Linked DNA regions of Mus musculus: all the other regions are linked to region 1. A link is a contact called in public Hi-C and Micro-C data. All regions are on one chromosome and are shown on one strand. The core of a region is the stretch at or near the end of the contact, and the rest is flanking DNA. Distances in the headings are between cores, read along the strand shown. Region 1 holds the start of Cln8 (CLN8 transmembrane ER and ERGIC protein). Region 2 holds the start of 9530052E02Rik (RIKEN cDNA 9530052E02 gene). Region 3 holds the start of Mcph1 (microcephaly, primary autosomal recessive 1). Region 4 holds the start of Ing1 (inhibitor of growth family, member 1).

Region 1 (3,059 bases), core at 407-2,906:
GCCTGGAAATAGAGAACTGAAACCCGTTCTCCTCCGAGAGAGCCCTAAGCAATACCACGGGTTTGGGGGCACATGCTGAGTCAGTCTTTCTCTAGATAAAACGTTTCCTTTTTATTAACAGAAAGGAATAAACACACGGCAGCTGTTTACTCTGCCTTTGCCTTTTGCAGCACATCGGGCATGCCCCTCACTAATCCTGTCCCACGTGGTTCTCAGTGGCCTAAGAGAAACACTACTGGGACTTATTTACCTATCCACTAACTATCCTAGCCGGATTCTCCAGATTCTCACTATCCGAAGAGATTCGGTCCTGAATAGCACAGGGAGAGCTTTCAAGGTCTAGGAGCTTTGTTTCCATAACAACTAGCACCTAGAGGCTAGGGCGGGTCTACCAGAGCTTGGGTGGGTGTAGTGGAATCTCATATTTTCAGAATATCTGAGGTTTCCTTAATCATAGCCTTTCCCACTCTTCCTAGAGAAAAGTTTAAATAAAAAAATACAAAACACGGGAACAAGTCCAGTGTATAGCTACAGATTTCATACATAAACACGGTCAGAAAACAAATATCGATACCGACATGAATTCAAACAGTACTTAGGAGCAGCCACCTACTCTGTCATTCCGACGACTCTGAAAGCCTTCTAAAAGGGCTTAGGCACCCTTTTCTAAGGCAGCAGCACCCTAGCCCCAGGACCTCCCACGGTGTGCTGAGAGCTAGGGGTCCTTCCTATTCCCGCTCCCCTTCACTAAGTGCTGACACCACCCAGTCCTACCTCGCGGAGATCTGACCAACATCGCCTTTCACCCTCTGGTCCCATGATGATCCACACTCAAGTTCCTCATCCCCTAGCACTGTACAGACCTAGCCCAGCGACCGTGGTCCATCACTTTGCTGCCCCAAGTTCTCTTGCGACCCAGGTCGACCTATCCAGTCGGACCCAGTCTGAATCGTCCACCCGCGCCCACGGTGGCCCAGGACCTATACACCAAATGGAATGCTTCCTCCTCGGGTGGCCAAGCAAAGACTGCGCTGCTGCAGGCAGGTGTATACAGGGTGCCCTTCACGTCTCACCTGCATTCAGGTGAGCAGAAGGGGGGCGCCGCCTCTTGGTCCATCAGCTGCTTAGACTCGCTGTCCCAGGAGCTCCTGAGCCGTAGACACACCTCGTGACCGGAGCCAGATAGAATACCGGTCGCTGAGTGGCACTGGAGACTAGGGCCCCACGCCCATCTGTGTCCCCGCCTCAGCTGGGCACCCCGCTTTCAGGCCATCCCGCCCCTAGCACCGGAGAAATCACCCACGACAGTGTCGCGCGCTGAGCAAACACTATCCACTGCGCACGCGCACTGCTGAAGCCCTAAGCCTCGCCTCCCTAGGACGCTACCAAGGTAGACTCGGGGGGCACGAGTTGGGGTAGGATCATCCCATCCAGCGCCATGGGGGTGCCTGGAGCAGGCTACACAGTTCGCAGCGCGCTATGCTAGATTTGACTATCGTAGCTCAAGTTGGTGCTGGGACCTTAAGAGTGGTACGGAGGGATCAGTGGAGGAATTCCTCAACCCCCACCCCAACTGACCTTCCACGATCCTCTGTGTGGACCGTCCCCCAAGACCCTCCTACGTACACCCCTTCACTCCCTGTCCCTTCCCTCTTTCCTAAGTCCCTAAGGCCTCTGACGTCAGAGCGCAGAGGTGAAACGCAAGCGCACGCGTCTCCTGGTTGGTGCTGCCAGAGCTCCAGGCGACTGCATGGAGTCGAAAAACTTGCTCAGGCCGACAAAATGGACCGCACTGTGTCCCTTGCTACAGCAGCATTGTCTTCCAGGCGGTGGTAACCAGCTCCTGTCTGCACAAGTACAGTTCGGGCTTACGGTCCCTTAGGAAAAGGTGGCTGTGAGGCGTGTGCAGAGCTACCCTGTGCTCCTGCTAAGAGCCGAAGCTAATTCAGAGCCAGCATTATGAGAAGAGCAAAGACCTCCCGACCCATTCCATGTACCTACTAACCAAGCGGGGCTGGTAGGGTAGCGGTGAGAGGTGCGGAATCAGTCCCCTCTCTCTGAGCAGATAATCAGCACTTAGTACCCTCATCTACCTAGCATAGCAGGAAAACCAACCTGGCTCGGGATTCACGTCTGGCCTCAGCACTCCTTGTGCAATGTCTGCTAGTCAGGTGCTTGCAATTGCCTGGCCCTTATCTAGACAGGGCAATTGCCCACCCTACCCTGGATTGCAGACAGGTGGCCACATAACAGAGTCCTCCCTAGAGCCCTTTATCATACCATATCTTGATAATTAACAAGATAGCTGGTTTAAAAGACTAGAAGGAATAGCGTCCTGTACATACCCACCCTCCTGGTTCTGATATTGTCTCTGAACACCCAGGAATTGCAACATAGTTAACCAGGCCACCTGCAGAAATACCTTTGAGAAACATCACACAAGATGGATAGAATGGCTAATGAGCTGTGACTTCAGCCCTGTGCCCCTGTGACTTGTGATAAGGGTCCCTTTACAGCAAAGATTTTACACCGACGTTCAAGTTCTGTTATTTTCCTGAGGTTTCATCAATATTTGGTGCACCCCAGAGTCCATGGTTGGCACCTTAGTTTTTCCACTTGGCTGGTATGAGCAATAACATAGTTTCAAGACCACCCTAAGCTGCTTGAAACCCTGTGTCAAAATAACAAGAGAGATCTGGGTGTGTAAACAGCGTTTAGTAATACTGACCTTTGGCCAGGTGGAGATAGGAAGGTCAGGGGTTAAAGGTCATCTTCAGGGAAGGAGTTGATTTTAAGGTCAGCCTGGGTTAGACTGTTTACAAACACACCTTTCCTATCTGACCGCAGTTCCTGCATCATCACCTGCAAGTTTGCACCCCAGGCACTGTTTCCATCTGGCCAGCCTGGCTGGATGTCTCCTCTAAGCCCTCCTTAAGCCTCTCTTGTGTCAGGTTCCCACACCACACAGCTCACTCATCCATCCAGATGTTACAGTTGCCTGTCCCAGGCACTATGACCTCGACTGTTAGTCTCAGGCAGTTGCCCTCTGTTACTGTGTC
Region 2 (3,059 bases), core at 420-2,919, 3.9 Mb after region 1:
CCCCTCGATCGGCTCGCCGCCGGGAAAAGGCACCGAGCTGCCATCGACCCGGAGCTCGCGGGCAACGATGCTCGTAAACAAGCCGGGCCGCGCGCCTGCCACCCACAGCGGGCACCGCCCTGCGCCGCGCGCCCACCCCGGCTGCTGGGGTCCGACCGCCGCCCCGCACCAGATCCGACCTCCCGCCCCCGTTCCCCCTCCGCGGCGGAAGCCTGGGGCCAGTTAGTGGGACGCGAGGCGGGAGCACAAACCCCGCACCCGCCTTCTCCACGGCGGGCTTCCCGCCTTGGGTGGCATCGCCCCCGCCCGCATCCACAACGAGCCCCTGATTAATGAGCCCGGCCCGGCCCCCGCCGAGCCCCGGCCCGGCCTCGGAGAGGGGGAGGGAGGGGACGGCGGGAAACGCAGCCCGGTGTCGGTCCGCCTCCCCCCCCCCCCCGTGCCTCACGCTCATTGGTCCGTCTCGCTGTCCGTCGGGGAACGCGGCGCCAATGCAGGGCTGCGGGGCGGGGCGTCCGCGCGAGTGTGCCTGCGTAACGCAGAGTCACGTGTTGTTTTGCTCTTAGTTCAGTCACTCGGTGCGCGATGTGTTACTCACTGTGCGGCGGGGACCGCGACAAGCCCGGGTCGTCGTTGGTGGCAGCAGCAGCAGCGGCAGCAACGGCAGCAGCGGCCCCAGTGGCAGTGTGGGCCCCGAGTGTCCGGACGCAGACCGTCGTCGCGCAGTGCAGAACGGTGGCAGCAGACGGGCCGCGCGCGTTCTAAGCTCGGCCCCGCGACTCGGGGACCCCGACTCTCGACCCAGCCAGCCAGTCCCCGGGCGCCGCCCGAGAGCCCGGGAAGCAGCGGCAGCGGACAGTCGAAGCGGGGGGGTGGCCATCGCCCGCACCGAGCATCCTTCGGAGCGGCGGAGGGCCCTGCGCCACCGAGCCGCGCGCGCCTCCTAGCCCACCGCCTGGGCCCGGGGGACGCGCGCGCGTGGCCGGGCGGCCGGGCGACGGGTGGCGGGGAGCCGCCCCCGCCCGCGCCCCTCGGCCCTCGCCATCCCCTGTTCGCCCAGCCGGGCAGAGAGACCTGAAGCGGCGGCGATGGCTAGCGCGCCCCTGCCTGGGCCCCCCGCGTCGGCGGGCGGGGACGGCCCGAACCTCAATAACAACAACAACAACAACAACCACAGCGTGCGCAAGTGCGGCTACCTGCGCAAGCAGAAGCACGGCCACAAGCGCTTTTTCGTGTTGCGCGGCCCCGGCACGGGCGGCGACGAGGCATCCGCGGCTGGGGGGTCGCCGCCGCAGCCTCCGCGGCTGGAGTACTACGAGAGCGAGAAGAAGTGGAGGAGCAAGGCGGGCGCGCCGAAGCGAGTGATCGCGCTCGACTGCTGTCTGAACATCAACAAGCGCGCGGACGCCAAGCACAAGTACCTGATCGCCCTCTACACCAAGGACGAGTACTTCGCTGTAGCGGCGGAGAACGAGCAGGAGCAGGAGGGCTGGTACCGCGCACTCACCGACTTGGTCAGCGAAGGCCGCTCTGGCGAGGGGGGCTCGGGCACCACCGGAGGCTCTTGCAGCGCCTCTCTCCCGGGCGTCCTGGGCGGCTCAGCGGGCGCCGCTGGCTGCGATGACAACTACGGGCTCGTGACACCCGCCACGGCCGTCTACCGCGAGGTGTGGCAGGTGAACCTGAAACCTAAGGGACTGGGCCAGAGCAAGAACCTGACTGGTGTATACCGCCTATGCCTGTCTGCGCGCACCATCGGCTTCGTGAAGCTCAATTGCGAACAGCCGTCGGTGACGCTGCAGCTTATGAACATTCGCCGCTGCGGCCACTCGGACAGCTTCTTCTTCATCGAGGTGGGCCGTTCGGCCGTCACCGGTCCCGGGGAGCTGTGGATGCAAGCCGACGACTCGGTGGTGGCGCAGAACATCCATGAGACCATCCTAGAAGCTATGAAGGCACTCAAAGAGCTCTTCGAGTTCCGGCCTCGCAGCAAGAGTCAGTCGTCCGGGTCGTCAGCCACGCATCCCATCAGCGTGCCGGGCGCGCGCCGCCACCACCACCTAGTCAACCTACCCCCTAGCCAGACCGGCCTGGTGCGCCGCTCGCGCACTGACAGCCTGGCGGCCACCCCCCCAGCAGCCAAGTGCACTTCGTGCCGGGTTCGTACGGCCAGCGAGGGCGACGGCGGCGCGGCAGGCGGGGCCGGGACGGCAGGAGGCAGGCCGATGTCGGTGGCAGGGAGCCCCCTGAGTCCCGGGCCGGTGCGCGCGCCCCTTAGCCGCTCGCACACCCTGAGCGCCGGCTGCGGAGGCCGCCCGAGCAAAGTGACTCTGGCGCCGGCAGGGGGAGCCCTGCAACACAGCCGCTCCATGTCCATGCCCGTGGCGCACTCACCTCCTGCAGCCACCAGCCCAGGCAGCCTGTCCTCCAGCAGTGGGCACGGCTCGGGCTCCTACCCGCTGCCACCTGGCTCCCACCCGCACCTGCCTCATCCACTGCATCACCCCCAAGGCCAGCGTCCGTCCAGCGGTAGTGCCTCCGCCTCGGGCTCCCCCAGCGACCCGGGTTTCATGTCCCTTGACGAGTATGGCTCCAGCCCTGGCGACCTGAGAGCCTTCAGTAGCCACAGGAGCAACACACCCGAGTCAATAGCGGAGACCCCGCCAGCCAGAGATGGCAGTGGGGGCGAACTCTATGGGTACATGAGCATGGATAGACCCCTGAGCCACTGTGGCCGCCCTTACCGTAGGGTCTCAGGGGATGGGGCCCAGGACCTGGATAGAGGACTGAGGAAGAGGACTTATTCCCTAACCACGCCTGCCAGGCAGCGGCAGGTACCTCAGCCTTCCTCTGCCTCTCTAGATGAATACACTCTCATGAGGGCCACCTTCTCTGGTAGTTCAGGTCGCCTCTGCCCATCCTTCCCTGCGTCCTCTCCCAAAGTGGCCTACAACCCTTACCCAGAGGACTATGGAGACATTGAGATTGGTTCTCACAAGAGTTCCAGCAGTAACCTGGGGGCAGATGATGGCTACATGCCCATGACCCCTGGGGCAGCC
Region 3 (3,059 bases), core at 174-2,673, 3.7 Mb before region 1:
GCACATAGTGATTATAAAGTAGAGGCAAGAGTTCTACGCCAAAGCATGTGGTGGTGGTGTATCCCTTTAAAACCAGTATTTGAGAGGCAGAGGTAGGCAGATCTCTGAGGTCAGCCTGGTCTACAGACTGAGACAGAGTTTCCAGGTCCAGGAAGGCTAGAGCCACAAGAGAAACTTTGTTACACAAGCAAGCCCACACCCCCACCCCACACCCCCAAACCAAATTAAAAAACAGAGATAAGTCAGCCTCAGCTACATAGCAAGTTGGAGGCAAACTTGCTTTCTAAAATAATAAATAAAAATTTAAATATATATACACATATATGATATAAATATAATAAACACATAGCTATAATAAATATAATATATAAATATATAAAATATATTTATACTTGGAATCTCCTCACCCAGGGTCCCATGTTCTGAGCACGTGTTAGCACGACAAAAATACAACAACAACAAAAAAAAAGGTGAGCTCCACAAGTGTCAGGCAGCTCTACTCAGGTAGGACCCTCCAGAGGCCATCACACTATTACCAAATTCTTACTTTTCCTGATCCCACAACTGCAGAGGCCATAGAGGCAAGAGGATCCCAGAAAGCTAAGACAGGAGCCTATCCTCCCGCCAGCTCTCCAGGGCTCAGCCTGCACCGGGGTGGGGTGGGGGGATTGGGGAACACATAGGGGTCGATGAAGGTCACAGGGTGAATGTATGTGGGGTGTCCACACAGGTGGTCGGGATCCTGAGTGAGGGGACTCCGGGTGTGAGGGAACCTAGGATGTGAGAGGACCTCGGGCGTAGGGAGCCCTGAGATGGGATGGGACCTGGCCTGGGAGCCGATCCCGGCGGCCCAGGCAAGACAACCAGGCGCTGGGAGCCTAGACCCCAGCCCCCTCCCTACTGGGCGTGTCTCCTCACCTTTCAGAAAGGCGCCCCCAACGCCTCCCGAGGCCTCCATGACCCGACCAGCTTGAAGCTGCGGGACCGAGCGTGCGCCGGCAGGAAGGCAGAGGGGTGCGCATGCGCAGGCCGTGCCCCCTGGGCTCGCCGCGTCAGGCTTAGGGGTGTGTGTGTGTGTGCGCAAGGGCTCCGGGTTCCCTTCCCTCGCCGAGAGCGCCCGGCTCAGTGACACACGACAGCCGAGACCTGATCGCTCACGGGCGGCCCTGAAGCTCTCCGGCGACCTGGCAGGAGTCAGCCCGCCGCACCGCGGCTTCAGGGCGCAGGTCAGCGCCGCGGTCGCTTGTCCCCGCAGGGTTCGCTCGTCCTCGTTGCGCAGCGCTCGGTGACCGGGGAGGGGACCCACCCGTGGGCCCTGCCTCAGCCCTGCACCCTGGAGCGCGAGCGGGACTGCTGCAGCGTCCGCGGGCCCTCTGGGTCTTCAAACCTCCCGCCCGCGAGTCTGCGAGGGGGCGGGTCGGACGCGGGCCCGCCTCCCCGCGCAAGGGCTGCCGGGAGAGGGAGGAGGACGGAGCCGCCTAGGGAGGACGGAAGCCAGGGAGTGCCTGCTCTTCTGTAGATAACAGTATCCTTTCGTCGCCTTAAGCGCCGGGCGTTAAAAACAAAAACAAAAAAACCACCCAACTGGTTTGGACAGACAGGTTGTTTTGGGTTTTGTATTTATTTGTTACACGTGTGAGTACTTTGCCTGCTTGTACATATTTGCACCACGTGCGTGCCTGGTGCCAGTGGAGGTCACTAGAGGGCGTCAGATCCAATTACACATGGTTATGTGCCACCATAAGGGAGCCAGGGACCAAATTCGGGTCCTCTGCTAGAGCAAATGTTCTTAACCACTGAGCCATCTCCTTAGCTCCTGGTTGGGTGTTTAGAGAGATGGCCTTGGTTTCTAGCTCACAACACTCAGCCCTTCTCCCGACTCAGCCTTCCCCAAGAGCTAGGATTACAGACTGGCCCAGCAATTTGGCTTTAAAAAAAAAAAAAAAAGATAATTTATATAGATATACACACACATATACATATATATATATTTCAAAATTATTTTAAATGTACATATTAAAATATATAATATATATAATTTTAAAAAGCCAAATTCCGAGTGATGAGCTGTTAATGGGAATTCACGAATTGAAGCATCTTCACTAACACAGTGGGAGAGCTTTCACTAGGCAGTGCAAAGAGAAACTCAAGACAAAATGGCTGCTTAAGGTGCCCAGTAACATACCACAGTGTCTGCTGGCCTCCAGGCTTACGTGGTACCTGTGGCTCCTTTTAGCGTTTCTCAACCCACCTCCTGCTCTAAACTTCTCCAGCTCTTGGGCTTCAGTTCCCCAAGCTTCTCATTCCTATATAACCCCGCCATTTCAGGCTGGTACTTAGTCCTACTGACCCTCTCTCTCTCCCCCCTCCCCTCCCCCTGCTCCTCCCCCTTTCCCTACCCCACCCTCTGTCCTCTCTTTTGCTTTTCTCTCTTCTCTTCCACCTTTCTTCCCAGTGCCCACTCCTCTCATGGCCTGACCTACCCTGCTGGCCAAGTCCGATAGAGAGCTTTCTCTCCCTTCTGTGGACTTTTCCAGATGCCTCAGGCTGAACTCTCCCTCCGATCTAAATAACCCTCCCCTCGGCTGTATGCTCTCACTTTATACAGGCAGTAAGAGCAGGACTAGGATTCCTGAGAAGGGAACACAGAATCAGAACCATGGCTTGGTTCTCAGACTTCCTTATTTGGCTATCTTAGGTGAACCGGCATCTTATCTCCTCTTACTGTTGGGACCCTTTGGGTTCTCTAACCTTTCACTTAGATTCCCTGCCACTCAGCATGACTGACTCCACTTTGGTTTGATCAGCTTTGCTGGATGGACATGGTGTGCAAACTTAGTCCAAAGCAAGGGCCTCCCAGAATCTTTTGTTGAATCACTACTAATAGGTTTTTCTCTGCCAGAAAAAAAAAAAAAAAAAAAAGCCAATTCAAACCAAATTAAGAAGTTTAAAAAAAAAATGTAGGTTTATTTGGGAATGGGCTCCTGGGAAAGTTCACTAGGCTCAGGACAAGACAAGAAAATGTCAAGAATAGACTATGGCTGGAGAAGGTTTTTTTA
Region 4 (3,059 bases), core at 369-2,868, 3.3 Mb after region 1:
CAAAGGGCCGCAGAGGCGGAACGTTCCGCAATATGCTAATGATTCTCCTATAAACCGAGCTGCGAAGCTGCATCTCGGATAGAGCGCGCAGGGGCGCTTTCCCCAGCAAGTCTCTGTATGCAGTGCTGGGCAGTGGCCCTCCACCACCCCCAACTCTTCCGTTTCCCTGCTGCGCAGTTCTGTAAACAAGAGTAAACTCCGAGCGGCCATCCACGTTCAAAACAGAGCCCCCTGACCTCACAGCAAAGTTTCCCCAACAGCCAACAGTTCCCGGCGGGCACGCAGGCTCCGCCTCTTCGCCACTCTGGGCAGCCCGGGTCTTCGGGTGGGCTGCAGGTCCCTCACCTGCCCCGCTCCTCTCCAGCCAGAGCCCAGCTCGCGTCCACCGATCGCAGCGCAGTCGTACACCTAGTCGGCTGCGATCCTCCCTTTCACCCTCTTCCTCCCCAAGACACACCGCGCCGGCGCCCCTCGCAGTCGGCCCGGAGCCCTGTCCAGAGCCAAGAGAGGGCCCAGGAGAGCAGGGCCTGGGCGATCGCGCGACCCCGAGTCAGGACTGCCCAGTACTTTATGTAACACTTAGAACCAGAACCTGGCGGGAGGCGGCGACTCTCCGGACCCGCACTCAGCTCCGCCGGAGTACGGCCCGCAGCCCTCTCTCTAGCCCGGTGCCCGCGCCCTACGGCCGCGGCGCCCGCATAGCACTCCACCTCGCGCGGCCGCCTTCACCCCCTCCCCGAGGACGCGGCCGAGCCCCGCGCCCCCTCCCCCGCAGCACCGCCTCATCACTTCACTACAAAGAGCGCTTTGGTCGCGCAGCCTTGCAGCCAGCCGTTCGCGCTCCTTCCTTCTCCATGTCCCGGAGCTCGGTACACAAGGACCTCGGCGTATCAAAGGCGCTCCAGACCTTTTGTTCCTAGCCCTCCGAGGACGCTACCGGGCGCTCCGGCTCCAGCAGGACCGGTCAGCCTCGCCGCCGGGACCCAGGGATGGACGCGGCCGCCCCCGCCCATCCATCACCCGCCGTACCTTGGTATTTGGCGTCGATCTCCCGCATCAGCGAGACGTTCCTCTGCAGGTCGAAAGGCAGTGACTCGATTGAGTCCAGGTAATCCTCCACATAGTTCACCAGGTGGATCTGCTCCCCGTTGGCAGGACTCAACATGGTTCACCCCGGAGGTCCCCGGCGATTCGGCGGCTTTCCGCTTCCTCCACCCCCCGCCCCCCTCAAACAGCACTGCAAAATGCAAAGCTCTCTCGCCCTTCCGCGCCCCCCCGCCGCTCCGGCCGGGCTGGCCGGCGGCTACATCTGGCGCCTGCCGCGCCGCCTCCGGGGCCGCGGGGACCCCGGCGCCTGCAGGCGCGGGCCGCGGCGGCCGAAGCTCAAGCGCACACCCCGCCGGCCGTGCAGGCCCCCTCCCGGGCGGCGGGCGGCGCGGGGGGCCGTGCGTACTAGCGCGCACACACCCAAAGAGGGCCGGCCACCGCCGCCCACCCGCCACCAGCGTGGAGAGCGGAGAGAGCGGGGCCGGCTGCGGGAAGGGCGCGCTCCGCCGCCCGCCTCGCCGCACTTGTCCAACGTGGAAAACCCAAATACCAGTTTCAAACACTTGGGAAACATTCAGCCCCGCGCGCAGCGCGCATGCGCCCCGCCACCCCTCCTCCCGGAGGCGGCCCCGCCCCCACCGCATTCACGCCCCTCACCGTCCCGGGCCGGGGGGCGGCGGGCCGCGAGGCCGGCCCGCGCGGGGGCGTGGCCTGTCATTGTCGCTGGGGGCCAGGGTCGCCGAGGGGACAGCGGCGGGGTCGCCTGGGCAGGGGAGACCGGCGACGCGAAACTTTACTAGGAGTTTGACACTCGGTGGCGGACCTACTGGGCGGAGCCGCACGCCGGCCGGGAACCGCGGGGTGCTAGCCTGCTCCTCGAGACACGCCGGGGCCGGACGAGCCTCCAGATCGCTGCCTTCAAACCGACTAACCTGAGAAGAGCCACCCTCCGCTGGGTTAACTGCATTCCCCCGCCTCCTAGCGCGGTATAAATAGGGCCCCCGAACAGAAATGGCAACGGCGTCAGCCAATCCCCTTGCGACTCTTACCTCTGCGGCCAATCTGGACGAGAAGGAGGTGTGGTGGGATCGGCAACGCCCCCCGCACGCCTAGTACTAGAGAGCTGTCCTCTTCCAGGAGGGACGAGCGGGCGGAGCCGAGCGAGGCGGAAGTGGACGCGCAGGCGCAGCTCCCTGGCGATGGATGCGGACCCGCGCGGGAGGGCAGCTATCGACACGCAAAGGGACCACCACTCCCAGCATCCTCGGCGCCTCCACGCGCCTGCGCCTTCCGCCCCCATCGTCCCTTTGTGTCGCCTCCCGGTGCTGGGTTTAGAATGGCCTGGAGACAAAGGGGCCCCCGAGGGGTGCTCTTTTCAGCGCGGAGATCTACGGTGGGCGGGCTGGCGGGAGCAGCTCTTCTCTGATCCTAACTAGCTCTTCCCCTCCCTGCCGCATCTGAGGCTGCCCATGTCCTCGTCACACTGAGTTGGCAGCGGGCACCGCAGTGTGCTTCCCGCAGGGGAGCACAACCTTCAGCTTCCCATCCCGCCCTTCCCCCACAGCTGCCGGATTTAGGGCTTTCTGAAAAGCCCGGGCAGAGCGAGGGGTTGCCTAGGCGACGGGCCCCGGCGGTCCCGCCCTCTTCCTGCCTAGGCACCGCCCTGGGGCGGAGCCTGGCCTGTGGTCGCCACATTCGCGCCTTTGTATGGCTGGGACTGTGGTGCGGCTGTCCTATTCGCCCCTCTGAGTCCCAGGTCCTCAATCTTGCTCGGCCGCCTGGGCGAGAGCGGTGGACCCGCTGCTGTGGCCTCAGGTGCGCAGGGCTGGTGATGGCGCTCTGCCTCGCCTGCGGTGTCTGCTGCGCCGGGTCAGCTCGCAGCCTTCAGCCATCTGGAGTTTGCCGTGTTTCAGCCTCAGGCATTCATCCTCCGGCAGAACAAGACTCACCGCTTCAGAACTAGAGGGTGTAATTGGAAAGGATTTGGAACAGGTTCAGGAAACACTGTGATG

The links. A called contact is a pair of places that touch in the nucleus more often than the background predicts.
Region 2: a Hi-C map of rod photoreceptor shows a contact between it and region 1, with 6 times the contacts expected there. The contact joins the promoter of 9530052E02Rik here to the promoter of Cln8 in region 1. A contact is called at or near these places in 2 of 484 Hi-C or Micro-C datasets (embryonic stem cells and rod photoreceptor).
Region 3: a Micro-C map of embryonic stem cells shows a contact between it and region 1, with 6 times the contacts expected there. The contact joins the promoter of Mcph1 here to the promoter of Cln8 in region 1. A contact is called at or near these places in 1 of 39 promoter capture datasets (cranial neural crest) and 1 of 484 Hi-C or Micro-C datasets (embryonic stem cells).
Region 4: a contact with region 1 is called in a Hi-C map of CD8 T cells, with 7 times the contacts expected there. The contact joins the promoter of Ing1 here to the promoter of Cln8 in region 1. A contact is called at or near these places in 4 of 484 Hi-C or Micro-C datasets (CD4 T cells, CD8 T cells and erythroblasts).

The regions. Positions count from the first base shown.
Region 1 is chr8:14,887,133-14,890,191 of GRCm38.p6, reverse strand. Cln8 (CLN8 transmembrane ER and ERGIC protein) reads right to left here and starts at 1,656. Exons shown (of 3, transcript NM_012000.3): 1 at 1,074-1,656.
Region 2 is chr8:11,006,460-11,009,518 of GRCm38.p6, reverse strand. 9530052E02Rik (RIKEN cDNA 9530052E02 gene) reads right to left here and starts at 1,669. Exons shown (of 5, transcript NR_046017.1): 1 at 1,508-1,669. It overlaps Irs2 (insulin receptor substrate 2), which reads left to right and starts at 590. Exons shown (of 2, transcript NM_001081212.2): 1 at 590-3,059. The coding sequence starts at 1,089.
Region 3 is chr8:18,593,495-18,596,553 of GRCm38.p6, reverse strand. Mcph1 (microcephaly, primary autosomal recessive 1) reads right to left here and starts at 1,423. Exons shown (of 14, transcript NM_173189.3): 1 at 919-1,423. The coding sequence starts at 958.
Region 4 is chr8:11,555,016-11,558,074 of GRCm38.p6, reverse strand. It overlaps Ing1 (inhibitor of growth family, member 1), which reads right to left and starts at 1,618. Exons shown (of 2, transcript NM_011919.5): 1 at 1,030-1,618. The coding sequence starts at 1,165.